2 separate regions of the Mus musculus genome follow, and region 2 is linked to region 1. The links are chromatin contacts, called in public promoter capture Hi-C maps. All regions are on one chromosome and are shown on one strand. The core of a region is the stretch at or near the end of the contact, and the rest is flanking DNA. Distances in the headings are between cores, read along the strand shown. Region 1 holds the start of Tlr9 (toll-like receptor 9). Region 2 holds the start of Nprl2 (NPR2 like, GATOR1 complex subunit).

Region 1 (7,937 bases), core at 3,900-6,399:
TGTCAAATATGAACTATGTCATGTAGGTGACAATATTTGTCATGATGCCAAAAGGTGGACACGGGGCTGGGAAGGCAGCTTAGTTTGTAAAGTGCTTGCCAGGCAGGCGTGACAAGCTGAATCTGATTCCGAAAACCCACGGGAAAAGGGTGGGTGTGGTGCGCGCCTTTGTAATCCAGGACGGGCAAGCTGCAGAAAGTGGATTGTTGGGGTGCTCTGGTCAGCCAGCCTAGGCTAATTGGGGAGTTCTGGGGTCAATCAGAGACTCAGTCTCAAAAAACAAAATGTATAGCACCATGAGAATAACATGTGAGGTTGACCTCTGGCCCCCCACGAGCACATATGTGTACACGAACCTTCATACATATGTACACACATATATGCACCACACACACACACACACACACACACACACACGAACAATACACATGCACACATGCACACTACACACACGGACTTATACACACACACACACACACAAGGTTGAACACACCTTTGACTCTCCTCTGGCTCTCAGCTCCTTGCTGTTACCAGCCCAACCTTAATCAGGGCTGGCCTTCTTTGCCCAGCATAGGCTTGGCCACCAGAGCCTGCAAGCATCCCCCTTTTTCTACACACCTAGGAATGAACACTGCCCTGCTTGGGAGTTTTCTCAGGACCTTGTTGAGGGTCAAAGACAAACTAGCCTTTCATCTTCTCTGCCCTTAAGACAGGTCAGTAGGTGAAGAAGGCAGATACCCTAGATCACTACAAGATAGAGAGGTGTTGACCCAGGCCTTCAGGGAGGGCAGGGCAGGGTATTCAGAGAACATGAGAGGGGGGAGCGAGGGAGGGAGGGAGGGAGGGAGGGAGGGAGGGAGGGAGGGAGGGATACAGAGACAGACAAAGGGGGGTGGAGGGGCAGAGAATGAACTCCAGTCCTGTTCTGTGTGGGTTTGGTGTCTATCTTCACTCTCCTGAAAGATGCATGGGAAGAAAACTACCCTTTACAGCCAACCTTTGCTCCGTGGGCCTGGTGGCTTGGTAGCATATATTGCGCACTTGCCAAATAGCGGTGTAGTAAGACAGAGCAAGGCAGGCAGAGCAACTCGGGAACCAGACATGAAGATGCAGCTGTTTCCAGCTGTTGCTCTGAGCTATTCTGCTGTAGGTCCCCGGCAGAAGTTCTGGTTATAGAAGTGGCGGTTGTCCCTAGTCAGGGCTGTACTCAGCTGGGCCCAGAAGCCCCCCTGCCCGTTGGGCTGCTGGGGCCAGAAGAGCACACTCTGGCGGCAGAGACGCTGGCGCAGTCGCACATAGCGGGAGCGGTGGGCATCCGGACGCAGGATCACCAACACCACCACGTCCTTGCGGTCTTCCAACAGGCGCTGCTGAGCCAGCAGGAAGCTGGTGCGCAGGAGGCCACTGACGCGGTCCGTGTGGGCCAGCACAAATAGAGTCTTGCGGCTCCCATAGATGGAAGCCCAGAGGTTCTCGAAGAGCGTCTGGCCAGGCAGCCAATCTCGGTCCTCCAGACACAAGCGTAGGGCTCGGCGGCCGCGCCGCTCCTCCAGCCGCACCCGCAGCTCGTTATACACCCAGTCGGCAACTGCGCTCTGTGCCTTATCGAACACCACGAAGGCATCATAAGGGAGAGTTTGGGCGCTGCGTCGGCTGCGGGCTAGCAAAGGTAGCCATGCCAGGCACAGATGAAAACAGTACCAGACGTCCCAGCCGCAGAGATGGTGCAGTATAGGCACCACCATGCCCACGGCCACAGCCAAGAGTGAAAGGCCAAAGCAGTCCCAAGAGAGGACCTCATCCAGGCACAGCCGCAGGTCCTGCGCGAAGATGCTACGGCCCTGCAGCTGGCCGGGGCTGCCACACTTCACACCATTAGCCAGGCCAGGCACCTTGGTCTGCACCTCCAACAGTAAGTCTACGAAGGCTGCCCCACAGGCACAGTGCAGAGGGTTGCTTCTCACGTCTAGAACTGTCAGGTTCATCACAATGGGCCCAAACCAGGAGCGATCCACCGTCTTGAGAATGTTGTGGCTGAGGTTGACCTCTTTCAGCTCGACCGCCAGAGCGAAGAAGGCTGGGACCACAGAGACGATACTGTTGCTACTGACATCGAGTTTCTGGAGGAGGGTGCCATTAGGCAGGGTGCCATTGGTCAGGGCCTTTAGCTGGTTGCCTGCCAGGTCTAGGACTTCCAGGTTGGGTAGGAAGGACAGACTGGTCCAGTTAAAGAAAGATAGGTAGTTGTCTCGGAGGCTCAGCAGCTTCAGGCTCTTGGGGAGGTTGTCAAGGTTCTGGGGCCGGAGGATATGCAGGTTATTTTGAGACAGGTCCAGCTTCAGCAGGCCACTCAGGCCTTGGAAGAAATGGAGATAAAGGCCCCCCTCATCCCACATGCGGCCCATACCGTTGCCGCTGAAGTCAAGAAACCTCACTGAGTTGCTGTTGAGATGTGAGGACACACGGGTATGAATGTCATTGTGTGCCAGGCTAAGGCTCTGTAGCATGGACAGATGGGTCACAAAACTGAAATTGTGGCCTATACCCTTCATGCTAAAGGGCTGGCTGTTGTAGCTCAGGTCCAGGGCCTGCAACTGTGGTAGCTCACTGAACGATTTCCAGTGGTACAAGTCCAGTTTGTTATGGGACAGGTCCAGCACCTGCAGATTAGTCAGCGGCAGGAACTGAGAGCCATTGACAGCCTGTGCAATGGAGTTGTGGCTCAGGCTAAGACACTGGAGGCGTGAGAGATTGACAAACATCTCTGGCTTGATAGTCACCAGGTTGTTCCGAGACAGGTCCATGGTGAACTTGAAGTTCTTACACCTGTCCATGAAGTTCTTAGAAGCAGGGGTGCTCAGCGGAGCTGGGTGAGGATCCGCAGACAACAGCTCCTCCTGCTCTGCATCATCTGCCTCTTCAGGGGTGGCTTCTGACAGCGTTGAAGGCCCACTGATGCGATTGTCTGACAAGTCCACAAAGCGAAGGGCTCGGAAGGTACCAAAGATGCTGAGCTGTGCCTGGTTGATGAAGTTCATTTGAAGATGCAGAGTGTGGAGTTTGGGCAGATCGGCCAGCCATCTGAGCGTGTACTTGTTGAGCAAGCGGAAGAAGATGCCGTTCATGTTCAGCTCCTGCAGTGACACCAGGTTCTTAAAGGAACTTGCCAGGTGGAGGCGGGCAAAGGATACCTTCTTGCGGTAATTGAAGGACAGGTTGAGCTTGCGCAGGCGGGTTAGGTTCTGAAAGGCATTGGTGTGGGTGATGCTTTCATAGAGAAAGTTCTCGCTTAGGTCCAGCACCGAGAGGTTGACCAGACCTTGGAACCAGGAAGAGTTCAGTGTATGGAGAGAGCTGTCCTTCAGCACCAGGCCTTCCAGATGGCTCAGGTGATGGAAGGTCTCAGGGTGCAGGTGGAGGGACTTTTGGCCACATTCTATACAGGGATTGGGGGCATGGTCACAGCGACGGCAATTCCCACCCACATCAAGTACTCGAAGGGAGGTCAGATTGGCCAGGTCTTCAGGCCCCAGCTTGACAATGAGGTTATAGGACACCAGGAGGTACTCCAGGCTGGGGGGCAGTTGGCGGGGCACCTTTGTGAGGTTGTTATACTTCAGAGACAGATGGGTGAGATTGCTCAGGCCCAGGAGGGCGCCTGGGGTCACCTTCACCGCTCCTGTGCAGGGGTTCTTGTAGTAGCAGTTCCCGTCCATGAAGAGAACGCGCAGGCTGTATAGGCCGGCGAGGCTGTTAGCATCTAGAACCAGGATGTTGGTGTGGCTCAGGCTCAGATTCACCAGGGAGCTGGGCAGTCGGGGCACAGTGGTGATACCATTATAGCTCAAGTTCAGCTCCTCCAGTGTACGCATAGCCAGGAAGGTTCTGGGCTCAATGGTCATGTGGCAAGAGAAGTGCAGGGGGCTAAGGCCAGTGGGTGGACAGTTCCACTTGAGGTTCAGCTGCCGCAGGTTGGACAGGTGGACGAAGTCAGAGTTGTGCAGGTGGTGGATACGGTTGGAGATCAAGGAGAGGCGGGTGATGTTGGAGCAGGATGCTGCCGCAGAGAAACGGGGTACAGACTTCAGGAACAGCCAATTGCAGTCCACCAGGCCATGAGGCTTCAGCTCACAGGGTAGGAAGGCAGGCAGGGTACCCAGGGCCAGAGTCTCAGCCAGCACTGCAGCCTGTACCAGGAGGGACAAGGGGTGCAGAGTCCTTCGACGGAGAACCTGTGAGAGCCAGGGCTAAATGAGCAAGTGTCTACTGTCATTGTACACTCTTCTACCCTCTCCTCCACACTGGGACTTTCTTCAGGGCTTCCAAGTCGTCTTCAAGTGTTTCCCCACTGCCCCAACAACCAGCCTCCTTCTAGCTACTCAGATCCACCATTTGGGTTTAGGCACAGCCGCTCAGAGCAAGGACACAGAACCAGGACTAGGCTGGAATCCAGGCCCCAGACTTGGAGCTTTTGCTCAGAACACAACCCGTAGCAGAGCCGAGACAGCCTCCAGCAGGCCTACTGGGGCTCTCCCACTTTCTCTTCCTCTCCTCTGGGGCCTCAGCTTTTTCCTCCTGACCACAGCAGCTGCCTGAGATCTGTACCTCCACCCCACCCCCCTGAAGCCTTGCTCCACTAGCCTCCTGGATTCTCCTTGACCAAAATGCAGGGAAGACTGAACCCTTACTGAGGTATAGGTTGGGTTCCATCTAGGCTTTGACGGCACTTGCTGGCTCTTGTTAGCCCCCATCTGACTCCCCAGTCTGACTTGAGAACCCTCAACCTGCCGAGAGGTCGAAGACTCGGAATGAGCAGTGGGTGGCAGGTCTGCAGGCCAAGTGCTACCATTAACCGAAGTCTGGGGCTTTAGCCTCCCCATCCACCCAGCAGGTTCAACTCTCTGCTCAGGGGATGGCTTTTGCTCCAATTCCCTTAGGGTTCCATGAGTGTCCCAAGGGCACAAAGTGGACAGTCCTTTCCATTGCTGTCCCTTCCCATGGTGCCCCTCCCCCCAGGGGGGCTAAGAACTGGGGTCCTACCATGTTGGGAGATGGAGGATTCTCCCGAGGCTCCCTCTGACAAACTGGGCGGCAGAGAATGATGTTCCACACCAGGGTCTCTCAGAGAATTGAGGAAGTGACACTTTCACTACAGCTTAGTAGCTACTTTGTCCCTACCCTGAAAGAGCAGGTGGTACAATGAGTCACACATCATTTGCATAGTCAGATGGCAGACAGATAACCCCCTCAACCCCTTCCTCTTTCCACTCTCCTCCCCACCCCACAATCAGCCAAAGGGTATCACATATGCCCCCCACCCCCCAAAGAGCTGTGGGAAGGAACCAAAACCCAGACTCCAGCCCAAGGTCAATGAGAAACCAGATTTTAATAGCACCAGAGCTAGGCAGAGCACTGACCCTCGTGAGGAGGGTGTCACCTCACTCTCATGCCTCAGTGCCTGTCTCATGGGTGCTCTCGGGACAGTGGCTCTCTCACCTACTCTATCCCCAGAACTCTATGGAGAGCATCTGTGAGCCAGAGGCTGGAGCCAACATCTGCTTTCCTACTACGGCAGCCTTCACATCTCTTCCAGCAATAGTATCTCCCACTCTGCATCTCCACTTCCCGAAACGCCCAGTCAGACTCCAGACCCCAGAGCACAGCAAGCTGCTGGAGCTTCTGAGGTAGGCTGCGGCTGGTCCAGCCAAGATTCTGGCTGATCTTGCTGTCATGTGACACTGTTCCTGGGGAGATGTGAGCAAGTGTGTACTCACCCAAGTGACAGACCAATGACAGACCAAAACCGAGGTACCACTGACGTCCAAGTTGGTTTACCAATGAATTTTATTGGAGTTACTGGTTGAAGTATGGATGAGGGGTTACTAAAAGGAGCAGAGATGACTCAAAGACAGCTGTATCACCAAAGCATAGGTCATGGATACTACAGAAGCTAGAAATGGAGAGCTCATGGCACAATGTATTGACAGCTCAACCTGGGGCATTGTGGGAAGTGGGGATGCAGAGTGGGAGACACTATCCCAGTTGGACAGTGAATTGTCCAGGCAAGACAGTTGGTCTGAGCCTTTTTCAGGCAGCTCAGCTGGTCTCTGCTTCTTTCAAGCTCCTCTGTGCACCTCCCTTTGTCTGAGCGTGCTTCTTAGCAGTCTCCACTGTCCATATAAGCTTAGGGAGGACCAATTGCATCTGGTCACTTTCAGGAACTTCCTGAAGCTTTTTTTCAGTTGTTTATATCCTGAGGTGTTTTTGTTTGTTTATTTGTTTCCTCAAGACTAAGTTTCTAGCCCTGGCTGTTCTGTAACTCATTCTGTAGCCTGCCTCTTGTCTCTTGCGTGCTGTGATCAAAGGTGTATGCCACACCACCCTATCTCCCTGGGGGATGGAATGGTTCACCGGTTGGAAGCACAGCCAGGAGGTCCTTGTGCCTACAGAGATCGCCAGAGGAACCAAGAACGTTAAGCACACTGGGTTGTCTTTCTCATGGGAAAGATGAAAAACCTGTTCTTCCATGCGGAAAGGTGAGGGCAGAAAGTGATTAACCTTCTGGTGATGTTGGGCCAGACCACAACAAGCTCCTACAACCAGGACCAGAGGTGGCCAGTGTTACAAAATATATAAATTGTGGTGGGAGTCAGGGAGTACTTGGCAGGCCAAGGAGAAATCATGTCACGTGACAGGCCTGATTTAAGGGAAGTTTATTGTGGGGGGAAAGGAGGGGAATGGGGACCTGGAAAGGGGGTAGAGGCAGAGAAAAGGAGGACAGTGGGGGAGTGCTGAGGTAGCAATTAGTCCTCTTTATAAGCTGTGCCTCTGCTTCGCCCGCTGCAACTGGTAGATGGCAGGTGATGGCACAAGCCTAGGTCCTTGGGAGGAGCCTAGTGGAATCTGTTAACCAACAGCGAGTAATCTAAATGACTGTTGCAGCCAGAGACCCCTCCAAGCTCCCACAACCAGGACTAGGGGTGGCTAATAGCCCAAATGACTTCTGTGCTATCTGTATGACTGAGACCAGGCCAGACCCATAAGCTAGTACAGGTAGCCTACTTCTAGAACCCATCTTTTACCCAGAGTTGAGTTTCAATGTAATTCTTCATCCTTGTGCTTCAGGGATAGTATTATACCAGGTAACTTCCCCCCACCCCCAAATTACACTGGGCTGAAATCCATTGGGAATAAACCGCGTGTTATTAAGGTTTCCAAAGTCTGATCCAGGTTGACAAAGTCAATCTGCACCTGGTTTTCATTCTTTTTTTTTTTTTTTTTTTTTTTTTTTTTTTGGTTTTCGAGACAGGGTTTCTCTGTATAGCCCTGGCTGTCCTGGAACTCACTTTGTAGACCAGGCTGGCCTCAAACTCAGAAATCTGCCATCCTCTGCCTCCCGAGTGCTGGGACTAAAGGCGTGCGCCACATGCCTAGCCACTGGTTTTCATTTTTGTTTCTTTATGGCCGCTGGTTTTCAGTTTTGTTTCTTTATGGGGTTCACTTCCCTGTTTGACCCCTCCAGGAGCCTCCTCAGCCTTCCTTGGAGGTAAGTGCTACCCAACGCTGACCTACTTGGCTGTCACCTTCTCCTTTGGCCCTGGTGACTAGAGCTGGTTCTTCAAGCTCAAAGCCCCAGAGACCCTGGAGAGACATTAAGCCCTGATTCTGTCCCTTTAGAAACTGCCCACTGCTCACAACCTGCCTATCCACCTGCTGCCTGAGCTGACATCATCTCTAATCTAGACTCCCCCCCACACACACACACACGTCCTGCTCAAGTCCCCTGCAGCCTGTCCATATTGAGCCCCTGGAAAGGCTTGTTCAAACCTTTCTCTCTCTCTGTGATGGTTTGTATATGCTTGGCCCAGGGAGTGGCACTATTAGAAGCTATGGCCCTGTGGGCATGGGCTTTAAGACTTTCATCCTAGTTGTCTGGA
Region 2 (7,937 bases), core at 2,488-4,987, 1.3 Mb before region 1:
CCAGCCTGGGCTACGTAGTGAATCCCAGGACAGCCAGAGTTACATAGTGAGACTTTGTCTCAGAAAAATCAACCTCCTTCATCCCTCAAAACCCAAAACAAACCAACCAATCAACAAACAAAAACCTTCAGCCTGTTTGACATTTTTGCCCACTAGATGGCGCTCCAGCCAGCCCAGGCCAGTTGGCATGGCTTTCACATTCACTGGTCTTTAGTTGTTGGCTGAAGCAGTACTCAATATTCCACAGGATGAAACACATAACTTTATTTACAAAACCGAGTCTCACCCTCCAGACCATATGTACAACCATACTTGTCTAGCTCCAGTGGACCAAGGAGGCCTTAGTAGGGGCAAGTAGCCATAGTAACATGTTCCAGCTAGCCAGCCTCACTTCCAGCAGATGATGATGTTGGGGTCATTTTCTAGTCGCTCGTCCAGCTCATGGTAGCTCATGCCTGGGGCAGGGGGGTGGGGAGGAGGTGTGAGCAAGGCAAGGTCAGCTGCCCTGGCATGGCCACTCAGCCCTCACCTCACCCAGCCTGCCCTGCCTGCCTCCACCTGTCTTGCAGCAGATCTCATCATAGCTGTGACAGCCCGTGTAAAGCCTGGCAGGGTGGCTCCGCTCCTCCCGAGACACTCGGACTGGATATTTCTGTAGTCTCCGGATAAGGTTCTTCATCAGCCCAAACTGGATCAGCTTCCTGAGCGATTGTGGGGGAGAGAGGTGATATCCCGGACACGCTAGCCCTGTGGTACGTTATGGGCTAGAGAGACCTCCAAGCACACCCTCTGCCTGGACAAGCAGGCTTCATACTTCTACCCTCAGGGAATCCCCTGCTTCTTATTTGACTCAAGGCTCTTCCAGAGAGACCCAAGACAGTCCAACCCGCCATGCCCGAGAGTGCCCGTCTGACCTTTCATCAACGTGTTGTAACTGCTGGGGGTGGCGGCCAATGAGGTCTCGCACAGTGGTACCAGGGCTCAGGCTGCAGTATAGCTGGAACACATCTCGGAGACTGGCCCTTTTGTGTCCTGCGGGTGCCAGGGTTAGTCCGACATGGTCCTGTCCTTCCCGGATTAGTCTCCCGCCAGGGACTGCCATTACCTTGCTTGGTGACGTAGGACAGACATGCCTCCTGCAGGGACTTGTCATCCACCAGATCCTGGACTTTTGGTGTTGGGCAATACACATTGGAGTACTAGAACACAGCAGGGGTCACAAGGGCCTGAGGGATGTCCTTGGGAGTCTGGCTTGATCTGGCTCAGCCATACGGGTCACATTTTACTTAACTGCATCCCAGACTCACCTACCTGGAGGATGGATACCAGTGTCACAACACCATAGTACCTAGTGAGAAAGAGCTCTGCTTAGCTTCTAGGCGGCGAGCCTACCCTCCCTCATACTGAGCATCCTTTAGGTCTCCTCGGGCACGGCTCCGTAACAGGCATTAACCGGATCTTCACTCACAGCAGGTTCTGAATGGCGATGCGCACCAGGTTGAGTTCCACGTCTGCCTCAGCGGAGATCTTCTGGACATGGCGAAACCCGTCAATGTAGGGCAGGATCTGTACCGGGCAAGGCAGGGTCAGCAAGGGTCACCAAGGCGAAAGTTGTGGATAGCCCAAGGTGGGCATCTCCTAAGAGAGGGCTAGCATACCTGCTGTGTGGTAAGGTCCCACTGTGAGCTGAAGAAATCCTCCTTGTCCTTTGTAAAGACGGGCACATCATACTCCTGCGCAACAGGAGGGTCTGGCCGCTGCTCGATCACCTTCAAGTGGATGGTGTTGGATTCATCTGCAGGGGACCCCACCCACATCCTCAGCGTCATCTTTCCCAGGGAGCCCTCAATTACTATCTAAAATCTCCTAGCACTAACTGAGGTGGATCTCGGGAGGGTCATTAGTCCTTTTGTTGTTGTTGTTGTTGTTTGTTTTTCAAGACAGGGTTTCTCTGTGTAGCCCTGGCTGGCCTGGAACTTACTCTGTAGACCAGGCTGGCCTCGAACTCAGAAATCGGCCTGCCTCTGCCTCCCGAGTGCTGGGTTTAAAGGCGTGCGCCACCTCGCCTGGCCCCATTAGTCCTCTTTTATGGAGTGAGAAGCTGAGGTCCAGAGAGGGGGATGACAAGAAGAAGAGCTGAAGAGCTCTGCTGGCTGCTCCCCCAACCCCAGCCCCATTGTTCCCTGGACCCTCAGATGTCACTGTGTCAACCCATGGCTATTTCCTGCCCACCAGCTTATTCAAGAATCTTTGCCTCTGCCAGTGGCTGTGTCCTGCTACTTCCCCAACCTTCCCTTGTTCATCTGCCGTCCTGGCAGAGGCGGCCGTACCAATGGGCAGAGTGCAGCGGCCGGAGGCATTCAGCTCTTCCAGCAGGATGGTCATGATGGGCACCAGCTTCTGCTTGCTCTCCTCGTTGGATACAAAGCTGCTCTCAAGCTGGGGAAGACACAGACAGCACAGTGAGTGACCACACCTCAGGCTCCCTGCTGCAGCAACATGGAGCTAGCTGCTGGAGGCTGGGGATTCAAGACACAGGAACTCTCTCCCCACCTGTGCCCACCACGGACGCACCCACCCACCCACCCTGGCCCCATCTTGCTGCAGACCTCCAGCGTGGTCAAGTAGCCGGCCAGCTTTTTAACGATGGGTTCCAGGGCACAAGTCTTAGCCTGAGCGTCACACACAAAGCCCAGGTTGAAGAGGAGAGCATTGCGGCTGTACTTCTTGTGTTCAATGCACACGGGGCAGCCAATCAGCTTCTTCTCCATGGCTGTGCTGGAGAGGTAGAACAGAGTCAGCCTGCCCCGCCCCCACCCCCACCCCCAAGCCAGGCTGGGACCCCTCTCCTCCCACCCAACTAAAGCCTCACACAGTGATGAGCTTGTTCTGTAACTCGGGCTTGGTGATGATGTACACCTGGACCGTGTCAAACAGTTCTCGCGAGATGAAATCCTCAGGGACCTGGAGAAGGCAGCCATGAGAGAGAGCTCCCTCAGTGGACGTTGGGTCCGGGCAGATTTTTACAGCCCACCCAGGCACAAGTCCCTCTACCGTTTTCTTCCCTCATCCACCCAGTGGTCTACTTTGTGCTTCCAAACACATGCTATGTTTTGGCAAGCTCCCTTGGCTTTTGCGTTCACTATTCCCACTACCTGGAATACCCCTTTCTACCCTCACCTAACTTTTATATATCATTTGTCTTGGTCCAGTGTTTCTCTTGGGTCATCTAAACCTTCATGAGCCTTAGCACCTCCCCGAAACCTATAGCCTGATTCTGTTTGGGGGACAAAACTCCTCCCCCACACTAGAACCTGATTCAGTTTGGGGGACAAAACTCCTCCCCCACACTAGAAACCGGAGACCTGGGTCTGTGTACCCTCTCCATTCAATGGAAGAGACACGCGTGGATGAACCACAACCCCTCCAGGCGGCCAGCTGAGCTCCAGAGAGCATCCCTCCCCTCGCCTAGTCCGGGAGTGTGGAAGGCACCTGATAGGTAATTTTGGGTCCCAGCGTTGGGTGGAACTCGCTGAAGAATATACATTCGATGCGGCAGCTGCTGCCCATGGCGCTGTCTGGATCCAAGTCTGTAATCCCTGTTTTTCGTGTGGGGATCGCCTCTACGCCTTGGAATACCCTGTCAAAAAGAGAAAGAGGCCCGGGTAGGTCACACAGGTTTGTGAGCGCAAACCCAACGAGCCGTCAACTCAACAGCGCCTGCGCAGGGCGACTCAGGGGGCGTGGTTGCCGCTGGATGGGATGGGAGGGGGCTTGTCCCAGGAAGTCTCGGGTGGGTAGACATCGCACCCGGAAGTGAAGCTACTCCGTAACGGAGCGGTGGCGCGGCTGGCGGGGCCGAGGGTCCAGTTTATTTTGGAGGAAGTCACTGCGTAGAACCTGAGAAGCAGGTGAGGAGGGCAAAATTCTACGGTGGAGGTACAGCGTGTCAGGTGCACATGGGGAGGCAGTGTGCAAAGAAATTCACGCTTAGGTAGGGAAGCAGCTGGGAAATACAATTCCCGTAGTGCTCCACGCCTTCCGTTCCGGCTAACGATGACGTGCTGCATTCTGGGATTTGTAGTCTTCCTCCTCCCACTTGGAAGGTGCGATCGTTACCACTTCAAATACAGGTGTTTGACAGGTAGACTGCTAAGTTGGGACTGTTAGTGCCGGCACTACTCTGCTCCTGTCATAACTTCTCCGGGAAAAGGTGCCATTTCTGTCCTGAGTTACTGTCCCCAGTGAGGGGCGTGGACAGTGGGCACTCTTGCCAACGCCTACGATGCTTTCAGGCTGTGCAGCTATCGGCTGGGCTGACCATGGCCCTTTCTGTGGAGACGGAGTCGCATATCTACCGAGCTCTGCGCACTGCCTCTGGGGCTGCAGCCCACCTCGTGGCGTTAGGCTTTACCATCTTTGTTGCTGTGCTTGCCAGACCTGGCTCCAGTAAGTAGAATTCATAGTCCACTTATGGGAAGGGAAAAGCTACTTCTCTTGGGGAACAGGGGGCAGTAGGAAACGATGGGCGTAACTCCTGAGAACAGGATTGACTGGCTGAAGGATATTCTCTGTTGAACGTATTTAACGTCGTGGGAAGAGCAGACCAGTGTGGGGGCTCTGCCCGCCAGGGCAAGCTTTAAGTACATGGCTTCTCTTCCTTTGATTTGGCATTTCATTCCTGACTTGTGGGGATGCTGGAGGAAGGAGCCGCCAGAGGAGTGGCAGAGCGTGCTTTCTGTCCAGGGAAGAGAACAGGGGGTGGGTAAGATGAGCTTGTTACTGGAGGAGGCTCGCATTTTGACCCCTCCTTGGGTGATGGATGGGCTGTCCATCCCGGCTATAGAGCCTGGTATGCTGGTTTCTTTTTCCCTAGTTCCATGAGGCGCCCTCTTCTCATTCCAGGTCTGTTCTCCTGGCACCCCGTTCTTATGTCTCTGGCTGTAAGTAGTGGGTTTGGGTAGCTTTTAGGGGTAGAATGTGGGCGTTGTTGGTGGCTCTCAGAATCCTTGTAGGCATTTAGTGCCAGTGTAGACGAGCTGTATGTCCTCACTCCTGCTTCTGACGAATATCCAAGGCTTGAAAACGGTATTCATGACCCAGGACGAACAGATGAAGCTCACCCAAGCACAAAAGGGCGGCTTCTCTCACCTCCAGCTAGGAAGCTGAGAAATGGCATTTGGAGGCTGCTCTGTCCCTAAAAACCTTAATTTCTGGTGATGCATCTAATTGTCCCTGAAACAGTGCACCCGTGTGGCTAGCTCTTGCCAAGAAATTGTATCCTGCCCCATGGAAGGGAGACAAAGCTTGTGAATCATTTATAACTGCCATGTCTCAAACCTTGTTTGCTGGGTCACATAGCCGAGGTGACATTTCAGAAAAACACCCAGGAAGAAGTCTGGAGAGGCAGCTCTAACTACTCAGGGCAGCCATTTTGTGCCACACAGGGCCTTCATCTTATCAAGTGCAGCATTTTGTCCTTGGGGGAAGGGGACGGAAGGGGGTGCACCTTTGTGGAGGGTTAAGTGCTCAGAGCTCACTTGAGTTTTTGTCTCCTCAGTTCTCCTTCCTGATGACCGAGGCACTCCTGATGTTCTCTCCTGAGAGTTCCCTGCTGCGGTCCCTCTCTCGGAAGGTCCGCGCACGCTGCCACTGGGTGCTCCAGCTGCTGGCCCTACTCTGTGCTCTGCTGGGTCTAGGTCTTGTCATCCTCCACAAAGAGCAGCTTGGCAAAGCACACCTGACCACTCGGCATGGGCAGGCAGGGCTGTTAGCTGTGCTGTGGGCAGGTCTGCAGTGTTCAGGGGGCATGGGGCTGCTCTACCCCAAGTTGCTGCCCCGATGGCCCCTGGCAAAGCTGAAACTCTACCACGCCACTTCTGGGTTGGTGGGCTACCTGCTGGGCAGTGCCAGCCTCCTGTTGGGCATGTTCTCACTCTGGTTCACTGCCACTGTCACTGGTGGTGCCTGGTACCTGGCTGTGTTGTGCCCCATCCTCACCAGTTTGGTAATCATGAACCAAGTGAGCAATGCCTACCTGTACCGCAAGAGGATCCAGCCATGAGCACTCACCAGTTATTACGAAGGCTGGATTTGCACCTCAGCTTCGGACCAGGAGCTCGGAACCTGTTGGACTCTCACAACTGACAGGGTCTGGGGACATTTCAGGGACTAGGGCACTCAGGGGTAGATCTCCTCACACTAGAGTGTCTCCCTTTTCTTGCTGTCAACCCAGGGGAGCATGGTCATGTGTCTGGGTGAAGTTGGAGTTGCAACAGTCTCCCCAGCAGCCATACAGCTTATATTTGTACTGGTATGTCCAGAAATCATGGAGGAAAGAAAAGTAAAATAAACAAACAGAATCCTGAAAACCTGTCGGGAGGAGCAGCGCAGAGTTGAGGATGGTTCTTGCTAATGCATCATGGTAAGAAAATGGTCAGCTGGGTAAGGAGGGGCCCCTCCTTGAATGGGAGTCCTCAGAGCCTGCTGTGAAACTTCCTCTGATCCCAGTGCATTGGGGGGCTAAGTGTGGACGGCACAGCTATTTCCAGCTAATTGTGCTAGAGTCTGGAGACTATGGCCAGTGACAGGAGATGGACTTAGAAGTTGAACCATGGTCATTTGTGGTGGCGGGCAGATCTCTGTGAGCTCTAAGCCAACCAAGGCTACATAGTAAGATCCTGTCTCAAAAGGGAAAAAGAAAGTAGAATCATGAACAAGAGAAATTTGCCTTCTGTTTCTGAGACAAGGTTTCAAGTCTCCCAGGTGGGCTTTGAACTCACAACATGGCCTAGGATGACAGACTTCAGATTCTCCTGTTTCACCGCAGTGCTAGGATTATAGATGTATGTACCATGTATGTCCATACCATGCCCCACTTATGTAGTGCTGGGACCCAAACCCAGAGCTCTGAAATGCTAAGCAAGTGTTCTGTCATCCAAGCTATGCCTTCAGCGCCTGGTTTTGTTTGTTTGCGACATGGATTATAGATATGTGCCACCATGCCCTGCCTAAGCCAGCACCTACTGATGGAGAAGTCTGTCAGGTCCACTGGCTGAGGGTCTCCCCAGTAGACCGAGGAGAGGGAAAAGGAGAAAGGGACTAAGGTGATGGCTCAGGCAAGACTGCCCAGCAGCAGGTGTGTATTAATAGACAAGAGGTATGGGCAGTGGGATTCTTAGCCAGGTGGAGGTGTCATGGAACTGAGCCCTAGAACCCAGAAAACACATTTAACTTTGCATCTGATAAAGATGAGAGGGCTGCACAAGGTGGTCTGACGGAGCCCAGGAGCCAGACCTCAAAGAACCGCTTTATTGATACTGTGAAGCAGGTTTGGCTGCCCGCTCAGATGGTCCTGTAGAAAATACCTGGGAGCTGTGGCAGCCCCGGCTAGGCACAGTTGTCACTGCCACAGCAGAAGGGCACAAGAAACCCTGATGAGAATGCAGTCTGGGGGTGGGCGGGGATGTTCAGACCCACACTGGCTGGGTCCCCAGAACATTTTTGGCAAACACAAATCCTTGCCTTGGCTCGGGGCTGTTGGCAACCAGTTTCAGACATAAGGGCTGGCCCAGGAGCCGTGGCACCAGTGTCCCTGCAGCCACTTCCTTGGTGAGGAATTGTACCGCTGAGGTACAATCTTACTGCAAATGGGGATCTGCACTGGCTGCTGCTCAGAGACCCCGTACCTGGCATTGTGGTTGTCTGGAGTCAGAACCAGGTAGCAACAAGGGTCCTGTGTTAGTGTTGTCCAGACACAGCGGAAGGCCACAGGAACCCCCAGCAGACCCTCTTCCCTCTCCTCAGAGCAGTCAGTGCTCTGCAGTAGCCGAGACGGATCGGGAAGGCATGGGAGTAGAAGAACTGCACTCAAAGTGGTCTAGAGTAGGGGAGCTGTCTCCAAGGTGATGAGACTGGATTCCGGGACGGTCACCTTC

Evidence for each region. Promoter capture Hi-C pulls out the DNA fragments that hold promoters and counts their contacts.
Region 2: a contact with region 1 is called in a promoter capture Hi-C map of pre-B cells, with 5 times the contacts expected there. The contact joins the promoter of Nprl2 here to the promoter of Tlr9 in region 1. A contact is called at or near these places in 1 of 39 promoter capture datasets (pre-B cells), 2 of 115 datasets of contacts at active chromatin or transcription factors (bone marrow-derived macrophages and pancreatic cancer cells) and 1 of 9 other capture datasets (pancreatic islet).

The regions. Positions count from the first base shown.
Region 1 is chr9:106,219,810-106,227,746 of GRCm38.p6, reverse strand. Tlr9 (toll-like receptor 9) reads right to left here and starts at 5,149. Exons shown (of 2, transcript NM_031178.2): 1 at 5,041-5,149; 2 at 871-4,232. The coding sequence starts at 5,043. The coding sequence ends at 1,137.
Region 2 is chr9:107,538,009-107,545,945 of GRCm38.p6, reverse strand. It overlaps Nprl2 (NPR2 like, GATOR1 complex subunit), which reads right to left and starts at 3,737. Exons shown (of 11, transcript NM_018879.2): 1 at 3,493-3,737; 2 at 2,873-2,964; 3 at 2,610-2,778; 4 at 2,331-2,439; 5 at 1,659-1,795; 6 at 1,469-1,566; 7 at 1,312-1,348; 8 at 1,106-1,199; 9 at 915-1,032; 10 at 559-701; 11 at 240-455. The coding sequence starts at 3,570. The coding sequence ends at 388. It overlaps Cyb561d2 (cytochrome b-561 domain containing 2), which reads left to right and starts at 3,753. Exons shown (of 4, transcript NM_001357289.1): 1 at 3,753-3,911; 2 at 4,296-4,449; 3 at 4,906-4,943; 4 at 5,561-6,935. The coding sequence starts at 4,323. The coding sequence ends at 6,064. It overlaps Tmem115 (transmembrane protein 115), which reads right to left. Exons shown (of 2, transcript NM_019704.2): 2 at 7,290-7,937. The coding sequence ends at 7,880.